2 separate regions of the Dromaius novaehollandiae genome follow, and region 1 is linked to region 2. Evidence: chromatin contacts called from public Hi-C data. All regions are on one chromosome and are shown on one strand. Each heading gives the region's core, a stretch centred on a gene start, on an enhancer-like site or on the middle of the called end of the contact. The rest is flanking DNA. Distances are from core to core; before and after follow the strand shown. Region 1 has its middle 11 kb from the start of FABP7. Region 2 holds the start of SERINC1 (serine incorporator 1).

Region 1 (5,155 bases), core at 733-3,232, 90 kb before region 2:
GGAAGGGGACAGCACTGAAGAAAGGAATTGAATAGACTGATGACTATGGATAAAAGTCTTATTTAGCTGACAAGTTACAGTCTGTGTCACAGATATGTCTTAGGTATTTAGAGGCCCACCTGCCCCTCACTGTCTATCACAGCCAGGCAGGAGGCCTGCAGGCGCGGGGTGCTGGCCTAGCGCAGCCACGGGGCCGGTGAAGGTGGGCAGGGGGGCAGCCCACTGCAAACCTTCATCTGCCCGTCACGGCTCTATTTCAAAAAAGCAGGAAAATATTTCTGATTCAAAAAGCGTTCAGATGATGGTGTCTCCTTTTAACAGAAAGGGTGGGCACGTGGAGGACTAAATCTCATCCCTTGGGGCGAGGTGCGCCACGAGCGTGACCGCCACGGCGGGCGCGCGGCGCCCTCTGCCGACACCAGCAAACGCGGCTCCTTCGTCTCGGCGAGAGCCGGGCTACCGGGGCGTTTTTGCCCTGGTTTCCTCGCGGCAGCGCCGCGTTTCAGTTCATACCAAAGGGAGCCCAAAGTTATCATTCCTGAGGAGCTGCCAGGCCGCGGTGGGGGAGAGGAGGGGGCGGCGAGAGGAAGCGGGGAGGGCCCGGCCGCTGGCCTCGCGCGGGCTCGGGCGCCATCTTGTGCCAGCCGGCCGCTCCCTCACGGGTGGGAGGGAGCTGCCTCGGGCCCGGCGGCCCGGCGTGCACGGTTGGGCGCTGCTGCGAAGCCTCTCAGGCGACAGATGTTCTCGTCGTCTGGGAATACTGTATGTTTTGCAAGAAAACTATTTCAGGAGTACTTCTGGGAGTTAAAAGCAGATTATGTGCTCTTCTTCCTCCCCCCCCCCGCAGAGATATCCAGTTACAAATGTGCCTGGAGTGCTGAAGATACCCAGAAAAAACAAAAACAACCCCCAAAAAACTAAAATATAGGAATATTTAAAACCATTCTCTAACAGACTTAGATTTGCTTTTCTGTATATTGTATGATAAAACACTGGCCTTAAAGGGTCAGCTGCTGCAGCGTGGCTTCTCAGGTGCAACTGGTACAGATCGCCTAAATCATTAAATTCTGTCCCCTGAAATTGCAGGTAATTGCTGAGTATGTGTTTAATCCAGAGAAAAAAAAACATAGTACACATACCTTGTATCACCACCCAGAAAACATAAGACTTGCATTGAAAGCCATAGATCTGCAGTTTTGCGGTGCTGCAGGATGAGCGCAGAAGAGATTGAGAGCATTGCCTAGGTGTCTTCAGTCGCTCCCTGATCGTTTTGGGATACGCGCTGGTCCCCACCGGACAGAAGAGGGAAAGCAAACAAAAGTAAAATCTCACAAGTAGTGCTAATTGTTTTGCAAAGTAGAACATCTTCAACTGGGGAAGGTGAAACTGTTTTCCTTGAAAAATGCAAAAACACTCATATATCATAGTATTGACATCCTAATCCAAATCACAGAGCAGGGATTTAAACCTGGGCAGGCTGCAAGCCAGACTTAAGACATCTGGTCTAGAAGAGAGTTTACAAGTTAAGACTGCTTTTGGGCTGCTCATCCTTTAGTGCCTAAGCTCAGTATCTTTCCTTTGCACATACAGTTCAAGTGAGTTTTTTCACAGAGATCTGGGCTTTTGAATTGGAACTGTCATACACTCTTGCTGACTATGCAAGAAAATAATTTAGTCAATGTACAGAAGGAGAAAGCGTGGGAAAGAGTGCTGTGTAGCTAATAAGAATACTGTGTAGCTGGGAAGTTTTAGCTGGGATTGTTTTCTCAAGTGTACATAAACCACTGGAGCTTTGTGCCATTTGCGATCACCTAACTTTCTGAACATACAGAGCCACTGAGGTGCTGACTCCACCACCTGGCTGATGCCATGTTTGGACTCTTAGCAAAAGCCTTAAAGCGAGGGTCTCAGATGAGCTGGAGACAGTCTTTCTCTAGCTAGGTCAGCTGTCACCCTTTTTGCTTTTTGCTCTCAGGCATTTCAGTTATGTTAAACAGCTGGCTCCCTCTATGCTTTTGAATGAGCTTGCCAACAGGCTGAGGATCCCACTAGATGGCAGGACAGTTAAGCCCTTGCTATTTCTACCCAGGCTATTTTTGGGCAAGTAACCCCAGCCCTGCTGGCCTGTGCGAGCTCCAGAGCACTGTGTGGACTCAGAGGAACCCACCTGCTCCACAGTGGGTCTGGGGTTCATGCTCCCCAAGCACAGCAAACATGGCCTGTGCCAAACTGATGGAGAAATCTGTGCAGAATTTTCTGACACTTCTTTTTATTCCTTTTCATGGGTTTTATCACACATAGAGCAGCAGCTGATACAACACAGCAATCCTAGCTAATTTGCTAAATCTTGCAATACTCTTCTTTCTGGGTGTGATACATGAAGGATATTTGGAATACACAATTGTAAAGTATGATTTAAACATCTTCTAGCCACAGTTGTGTTGTTTCTAACTAATGCACTGTGGTTATTACTTCGATTATCATCATATCTATTAGATGTGTCATAACTGTATGACTTCTCAATATATAGGAGTGGTGAAGAAGGATATATCATTCCCTGTCTCTGATGTCAGACAGTAGGTTATCATGACACAGCCGTGAATATTCTGGGGCAAAAACTGAAAATAATGAAACCATCAGATAGTAGTTTCATATATAATTCTTACATAGCAGTGACCAAATATTATTTAAATAAATGATCTCTATACAAACTATGGACCCCAGATGCTGAAATGGATGGTACATCTGTATATGGTACATGACCTGTCATTTATTAGCATACATTTATTACTAGCATCTGTGAAGTTAGTATAACGGTACCAATTTCTTTTAAAGTATGTTTCAAGATTTACTGGACTGTATGGTAAACATGAAGAACTTTCTGTCCACATAACCTTTTTTTCTGCTAGGCCCAATTTGGAAACATATTACGTATGTAAAAGGTGTGATTAATGACATTATTGCTCTGTTAGGACTTACAGGTGAAAGCTCCAAAAGAGTGGCCAGTATGGGTCAGACCATAGGTCCATATCTGCAAATATCATGTCTTACACAATACAAACATATGTGATGTTTCCAGAGTAATCTCCTTGCCTTCCAACATTTGTGCCCAGGGGCCTCCTGAGCTGGACCAGTTTTCTGTATATTTAGTAACACCCAAATTAAAAATAAATTTAGATACAACTCACACTATACTTAGTGTGAAATAAACTTTGTCTTCAATGGCATTTGCATCTGGCCCATAGATAGCAGTAATATCAATGATTTGGGTATCTCTTTTAAAATACACCACCATGCAAACTGCAAATGCTTTGCCACCCATTTCATCCAACACCTCTTTTTTAAGCTCAGCTTATGCAATTTTATACCAATATGATAGCATACAGCACAGATGGAGATAGTTATTTGAGGAATCATGATAAATAAGCTTCATTTTAAAAATTAATTTAATTACTCATCTTAATCTTTCTGAATTTGGACATGCTAATAATCAGTCCCTCACCCCAAAATCTAATTGCTCCTGTATTGCCTTTCAGAAAATAAACTGAACTTTCTTGATTTTTAACAACAAAAGACTTGCCTTAGCATGTTTACCTATCTATTATATGGATCTTCTGATGAAGGGCTGACCCAAAGAAAATTATCTTCTTAATGACATCAGAAGAAGTTTGAGGACAGTTTTCTGTATGTTCAAATTATTTTGTATGCACAAGGAAGTTACAGAGCTTTTCTTCCTGCTCTTCTTTTTGATATGCAGAGTGGCTGAGAAAGAATAAATTGCTTCACTAAGTTCTAAAATTTGAAGACAGCAAAGTTACCTGTTTTATTGGTACTAAAATAATTTTTTTTTTGCTCTACAGATGGCCAGAATAGTGTCATATGCTGATGAAAAAGATGCCACACTTGCTGGAATGGAAATTGGGATTAATGCATTATAATACCAGATTAGCCATAATGGGTGTTTGCTGCTGTAATTTATCAAGGTAATTAAGTATGTACCCAGTTTTAGACCCTGAGAAGACCTATCGACTTCAGCGAGACTAGTCTGCATTTCAAGTTAAGCATGTTTTTAAATATTCTGCTGATTCAGGGCCATAACTTTTGTTACTATGTGAATTAAGAGAATACACTATCATTAATTCTCTGTTACATGATCTAATGGGAGTCTGGTATATCCTGGATAATGGTAAAAACTGGATAAACTTGCTCAGTGGGAGACATGTACAGAAGAACGGAACTGGCTGTTTACAGGCTCAGCCAAAGTTCTGCAGGACTTGTTATCTATCTTCATCATATAACAAGAAAATAAACCAGAGCTGTCCCAAACTTTCACTGTGCTTAAACCAGTAACCCTGCCAAACCCCAGACTACTGGAGAGCATGGCATAGAGACCCCCAAACAGTTCTAAAGGAGCTAGCTAACTCCTGTCTGGCTGAGCCAAGAACAAGCCAGAACTAATAAATTCTTCTGGACCAAAGTTTATGCTGTGTAATGTCTTTCACACCAGCCAGTGTTTGTAGTTCTGGGTATACTGGCCAGAAATACACAGCTGACTCATAACTGGGAAGGCTCAATTCCTAGCCTTATGGTTAGGCTGAAATCCTAGCCATAAGCAGCTATTTATCTTCTGTATCTGAACCACAAAAGAACACTGTCATGCAGCCTCAGCTAATAATCTCTGCTAGATACAAACTGTCCATGCATATGGCAAAAAAAGGAGTATTTCTGCATCTGTAATTTGGTTATTCTGCAACCAAATAATACATGGGCAAATGAGAACTGACTGAAGCAATCATTTGCAATCCCAACATATAGATCAAATATGTTCATCCTGCTTTGAATTGAGTTGCATTTAAAACCTTCCTGTTTGTTTTTACTTCCTATGCGGCTTTCCCAATTTTCTCTTAAAATTCTTTCTGTGCAATTTTTTTCTCAAAGACACATTCATACTGCTCAAGTACAAAGTAAGTACGAATTTTGAAGAGTGTTGAGCACTCTGATTAAGGTTCTAAGCTCTAAGTCTGTGAACAGTTGACTCCATATATGTACAGCTGTGGAATTATTTTTATACACAGTTAAGTACATGAATAATTTGCTAAATCCAACTGGTTCACATGATTAGGATTTTAATAAAAAACAACTTCAAAGCATTTTA
Region 2 (5,385 bases), core at 1,082-3,581:
ATGGAAAAGCAGAGTGAACTATGAAGAACACAGTAATACTGAAGCAAAATAAAGCAGTATGAAAACTCAGGTGAAGACTTTGGAAAGGTTTCCCAAAGGAGAGGGAAGGGACTCCTGTTTTGTGAGAGTAAAGAGGAAACCAGTTCATTGCACAAAGCCAGCCACAGTGTCAGCCTCTGCCATTGAGCCTGTAGACTTCTGGGGTGTCCTGGTGGTACTATTTAGAAAACAAACAAAGCACACTTTATTGGCTCTAATTAATGTACAAACAGAAGTGGTCATTAAGATTTACTGGCAAAACTAAAGGGACTTTTAACATTTTTCCCCATCTGCCTGCCTTCCAATTGCCAGTCTGCGAACACATGTACTTTAGATCCAAAGTCCTGGTTCACCTTCAGCTGCACAATCTTCTACTCCAGTGATAAGGAGCAGGAGAGAAGAGAGCACTTGCTGCCTTAATGACCTATATCTTTTTTATTCCTTGTTGAATGCTGTAAGTTCACTTCCATTGCACAACCTGATGGGGGGAACATTCCGTTACATTCCCTGCAGGATTGCAGGGAAGACGGCTAAGCCCACACATTCACTTCAGGGCTCATCTGCGTCTACGCTGGTGCATGTGTACAAGACTCAGAGTTACTCATTTGTAACAGGCTAAGCAGATCCTGGTGGCCACTGGCAAGTAAACTATTTGGTCCTTTAAAAACTATTTGTACCTTTAAAAATCAATAAGTGATATATGTAGCAATATTCACAGATAACTTTAGAGTCACCATGACAATCCAGTCTGAGCTACTGTCATTTCCTACATTATTAACTACATATTAAGAACCTATACTTGAGAGAGACATGAAAATATTCCCCCAAAATCTTGTTCTTAATTTGTAAAATGAAGTCATGTATTATTTACTCCATACTGCTAGGTATTTTACTTTAAAAATCAGTTTAATTATTTATTCTCCTTACTCGTTAAATGTCTGCTTTCTGATACTCAAGCACATTTGATAAATGAAATAATAAATTGTATTTTTTCAGGTGAGATGTTCTTAATATTGCTTGCATTATTAAAAAATGTACATTTTTCAGTTCCTTGGTCATCCCATGATCACTAGTAAGATTTGATGTGCTGAAAATTTTATATGGTATTGTTAGACGGTGAAGGCTATCTGAAAGTATTGCTCAGATAAGTGAGACCTTGACTACATCTGCCCAGCTCTGATTCCTTAGATGATTCTCGTATGTGCTGGGAAAACAAACCAAGCACAGATAAGTGTTATGGGGGAGGCTTACCCAAAGCTCTGGACAACATCTTGACTGCTTTTACGTACACCGTGGTTTAAATATGTGTGAGAAAGAAATGAAGAAGCACAGATGAAGTCTTAGCCAATTTACATCCTTGTAACTGATTTGGGGAAGTAAATCAGAAAGTGATAGAAATGCAGGTGACAACAGCTGATTAGTTTTCTTTTTGAAGGGAATCAAAGAGATTGACGTGGGGCGACGTGGCCAGTAAAGCCACTGGTGGATCATGCTGACCATCTAGATTAGTAAGCCATAGTGAAAGCAACCCATACACACATCTCTGACACTGTGTAGAGGGCCTGAGCCCTCAGTGGAAGACTTACATGTAGGAGCTGGGCTGCCGGCCCAGGTCCAGGCACATTCCATGCTCTGGGGTCATGGTGCCCCATACAGCAAGACCCAGGGCTGGGGCAGAGTGGCAGAAGCCTGGATTCGTAGGAGTGTGCTGTGGAATAGAGACCTTGGCACGGCAATTGCTACCCACCCACTATACCATCCTGCTTAACAAGTTCTTAAAATGTCATTGAGTGGCATGGTTCTGCCCCTGCAGCTACTTTACCTCAAATTCCCCCCTGAAAAGTATCTCACTGGGAATGTGGGAAAGCCATGGTAATGCCACAGTGTTCACCCAGGAGACTGCAGGTGAAGCTACAGATGGTTTTTTACACAGAAGCGCCCCACATGCTCAGGGATGCTTTTTTATTGACCTGGATGACTTGTGTACACAGCGCCTCAAACCAGAACGCTGCTCCCTAACAGCAGGTACGACACGGAGAGAGGCAGCGACGCAGGGGCAGACGGGGCCCCTGCGCTGCCGCAAACGCGCCACTCCGGGCACACAAATCCGTCTTCCTCAAGGGCCGTGGGGGCAGGGGCCAGGCACAGGCCCAGGAAGGAGGAGGCTGCCGCCTGTCCTGCCCGGGCACTGCCGGGGGCACGGCCGCACCCAGCACCGAGCCAAACGGCCGGCTCCTCACAGCGCCGCAGCACCCAACCGCCGCCGCCCCACCCCTCTGCCTCCCTCCGGAAGTGACGTTCGGCGCTGCCGTCAGAGCAGCCGGAAGCGCCTCTGTGAGGCGTAAACAAGCCCGTCGAGAACGAGGGGCCGCGGCGCTTCCATCTTGGGGGAGCCGGAGCCTGCCGCGCATCATGGGCGGCGTCCTGGGCCTCTGCTCCGTGGCGAGCTGGGTAACGCGGGCATGGCGGGCGCGGCGCGGCGACTCCCTCCTCTCTCTTCCCCTCCTTGCCCTCCCTCCCTCCCCTGACGCGGAGCCGGCCCCGCGCTGCCGGCGGCTCCCCCGGGCCTTTGTCCCCAGCAGGGGCGGGGGCGCCTGTGGCGCTGCCTCCGCCGCTCGGCAAGCGCGGGGGCTGCGCCCCCCTCTCTCACCGCGGCGCCCCCCGCCCCCTCCGCGGTCCCCCGCAGGTTTTCTCCGCCCCGGGCGGCCTTCCCCGCCCCTCCCGGGAGGGCCGTCAGCGCCGCCAGGCAGGGAGAAGTGGGTGCGCCCCCGCGCTAGGCCTTCCCCCACCCTGGGGCCGCCCCCGGGATCCGCCGGCGGCGCTTCGCTGGGCCGAGGGGGAGCTCCGCGCTCCTTCGGGTGGGCCGGGCCGCCGTGCTGCCCCTCCTTTCTTAGTCCGCCTTACCGTGTGGTGGGAGGCGTTACCGATTCCGCTTTTTTTTTTTTTTTTTTAACCTCTCAAATATGTAATAGGAGTAAAAATCTTCCCAAACGCTTACGTATAGTTCTTCATTTATTTCGGGAAGAATAAAAATCGTATATTTCCCTGCGTTGATCCTAGTAAATGCATTGAATGCCTTTTCTGTATGTCTCTGAGCAGCTCCACCCTTTGTAACATCTTTGTCTTATCGAGGCATCTTTTTGCACGGTAGTCTGCAGTGATGTCACCCTCTTACTGAGCATTGTCAAGTGTTGTTGCTGAATGCTCGGAAATACTAGGTTGAAATGGCTCTTAAAACTGTTAATACCATGCAGAAAAACACAGAAGTCGTTAGAGATTGTGCACAGATGATCTTCCCCACTGAGGTGTTATCGTTTTATTATCCTTAAGTTATCAAATATCTTTGCAATTCTACTTCTTATGCAAATAGATACAATTGTGTGGGTTATGACTCAGACATTTGGGATAAAAATGTCAGTGGGATTTGAAAACCTAAATTTTTCAGTATCAAAAACATGGTACTGTTCTTGGCTTAAATGAATTTGTATATATTTAACCAGGAGTTCATACAGAAAACTTAGTGGTCTCATAAAACCTCGCATTGATTCAGACTCCTATTTTTTTGTGCTGTAATGGAACAAAACATATGAACTTCGGCTCTCCTAGTAGAGTAGGGTATTTAACTAGAGGGATGCTATTTAATTCCTCGGTTTCCCCATCTAAATTCTACGAAGTGATCATAGAATTGGTAAATTATTGGGTAAAAGCTAAGCTTCCAGGCTGATAAAAATGTAAATAAGCTACTAAAACACTGATAATAACCTGCTAAAGAAGCACTGGCTGTATTCAGCTCTCTTTGATTAACATTTTAAACACCACTTAATGGGTTAGGCAGATAGGTTTTATATTAGTAGCAGAATGTAGTTAACTTTAAAATTCTTAATTATTGTGAAATACTAAGTGACAGTATAATTGTATGGTTTAATTTAAATACTTGAGTTAACAGATTGAATGTTCAAGTGCATAAACAGGCTTTCAAGTAACTGACTGGGGCTTGTAGTGCATAAAGTGCCCCTTTATGCTTGGTCTTGAATGTTCATTTCTGTATAGAGAAGTGCTTCAGATTCAGCTAAGTCTTTAAAATCAAATAATTTACATAAGTGTGTGATCCTGATTAAATTGGATTTGCTGTGGATAACTCCCTTCTCATCCCTTCCCTTCGAGTGCCCAAACAAATCAGTCCTTTTTTTTTTTTTTTTGGCTAATGGTTTTAAAGTGTTTATTTTTCTTTCCTTAGTTAAATTCACAGCTCATCAATGCTTTGAAGTGTATGATAGTTCTCATAGCAGGAATCTGCTTGCATCTCTGGTCTCTAAGGACATGTCTGTATAAACACAGCTCATGACTTTGGATGAGAAACAAGCAGTAAGGGTGAGGTAGCAGGAAAACCAGAAGCAGTGGAGTTTGTGCTAGTGCAGAACTATGCCATTGCTAGGAGACCTACTCCTGATTTGTCCTGAAAGATGCTGCACTAGCATTGCTTCTATTGTGTAGTTTCTCTGCAAGACCATGTGTTGTGCCAGACAGCTGTTTTGAGTAACTGATCTCAGTATCAGACCTCATACCTTTATTTCTTCTGGATTCAGCTTTGCATCTTGTTATTGCTTAACGTAATTCTGCCCTACATTGAACTGTGTGCTGGTCATGCAACGTTTTGGTTTAATGTTAAGAGCAAAGATGAGCCTGAGAGAGGAGGGGGAAAAGGTCCTCAGAAGCATTGTCATCTCAGCTAAAAGTTTCTGATCCAAATTGCCTAGATTGTTCGGTCAGTCCTTCTGTCTTCTCTCTGCTGTGCTTTGCCTGTATTGTAGTGAAATGGCTCAACTGCTGCTTCCCTCGCCTTAATATTCTTTAACCAGACAACGATCTTGATTGAATCAGTTCCTTTAAGCATGTGAGTAGGGATGATGTAGCTGAAACCTGACTAGGCCCAGTGGGGGGGGCTTAGTGTTCTTGCAGGCAGCTAATTCTGTATGTAATCATATAGTCTTTACCTTAGTAAGGAGATTACATTTGATATTAAAAACTTGTCCTGGGTGTATCAGAAGCAGTAACACTTGACTTTCAGTGGATTTGTGTATTTTTTCTTTCCATCTGTGTTTTGCAATATTCATCTTGCTACGTGTTCTTCCTGCAATTTCCACTGGCCTAGAGAACGAAGTGGTTACTTTGGCAAGCATGAATTAACTCATCTCTCCAGTTGATGCTGCCAAAATAAGTGTGTGGGTCATAATTTCTTCATTTTCCTCAGTGAACTCCACTGAGCTGCAGATTTTTCTCAAAAGCATACTGGAATGTAAATTGGTCGGTAGGTTCAAAAGCTATTGGATGGCAAAAGATTTATGC

The links. A called contact is a pair of places that touch in the nucleus more often than the background predicts.
Region 1: a contact with region 2 is called in a Hi-C map of brain, with 4 times the contacts expected there. The contact joins the enhancer-like site here to the promoter of SERINC1 in region 2. A contact is called at or near these places in 2 of 4 Hi-C or Micro-C datasets (brain and liver).

Annotation. Positions count from the first base shown.
Region 1 is chr3:57,509,573-57,514,727 of bDroNov1.hap1, reverse strand. No RefSeq gene overlaps it. Among named protein-coding and RNA genes, the nearest start is that of FABP7, 11 kb to the left of the region's middle. Within about 2 kb of position 1,982, at least 1 of the 2 cell types and tissues checked has open chromatin away from gene starts, as enhancers often do.
Region 2 is chr3:57,419,928-57,425,312 of bDroNov1.hap1, reverse strand. SERINC1 (serine incorporator 1) reads left to right here and starts at 2,331. Exons shown (of 10, transcript XM_026105077.2): 1 at 2,331-2,490. The coding sequence starts at 2,452.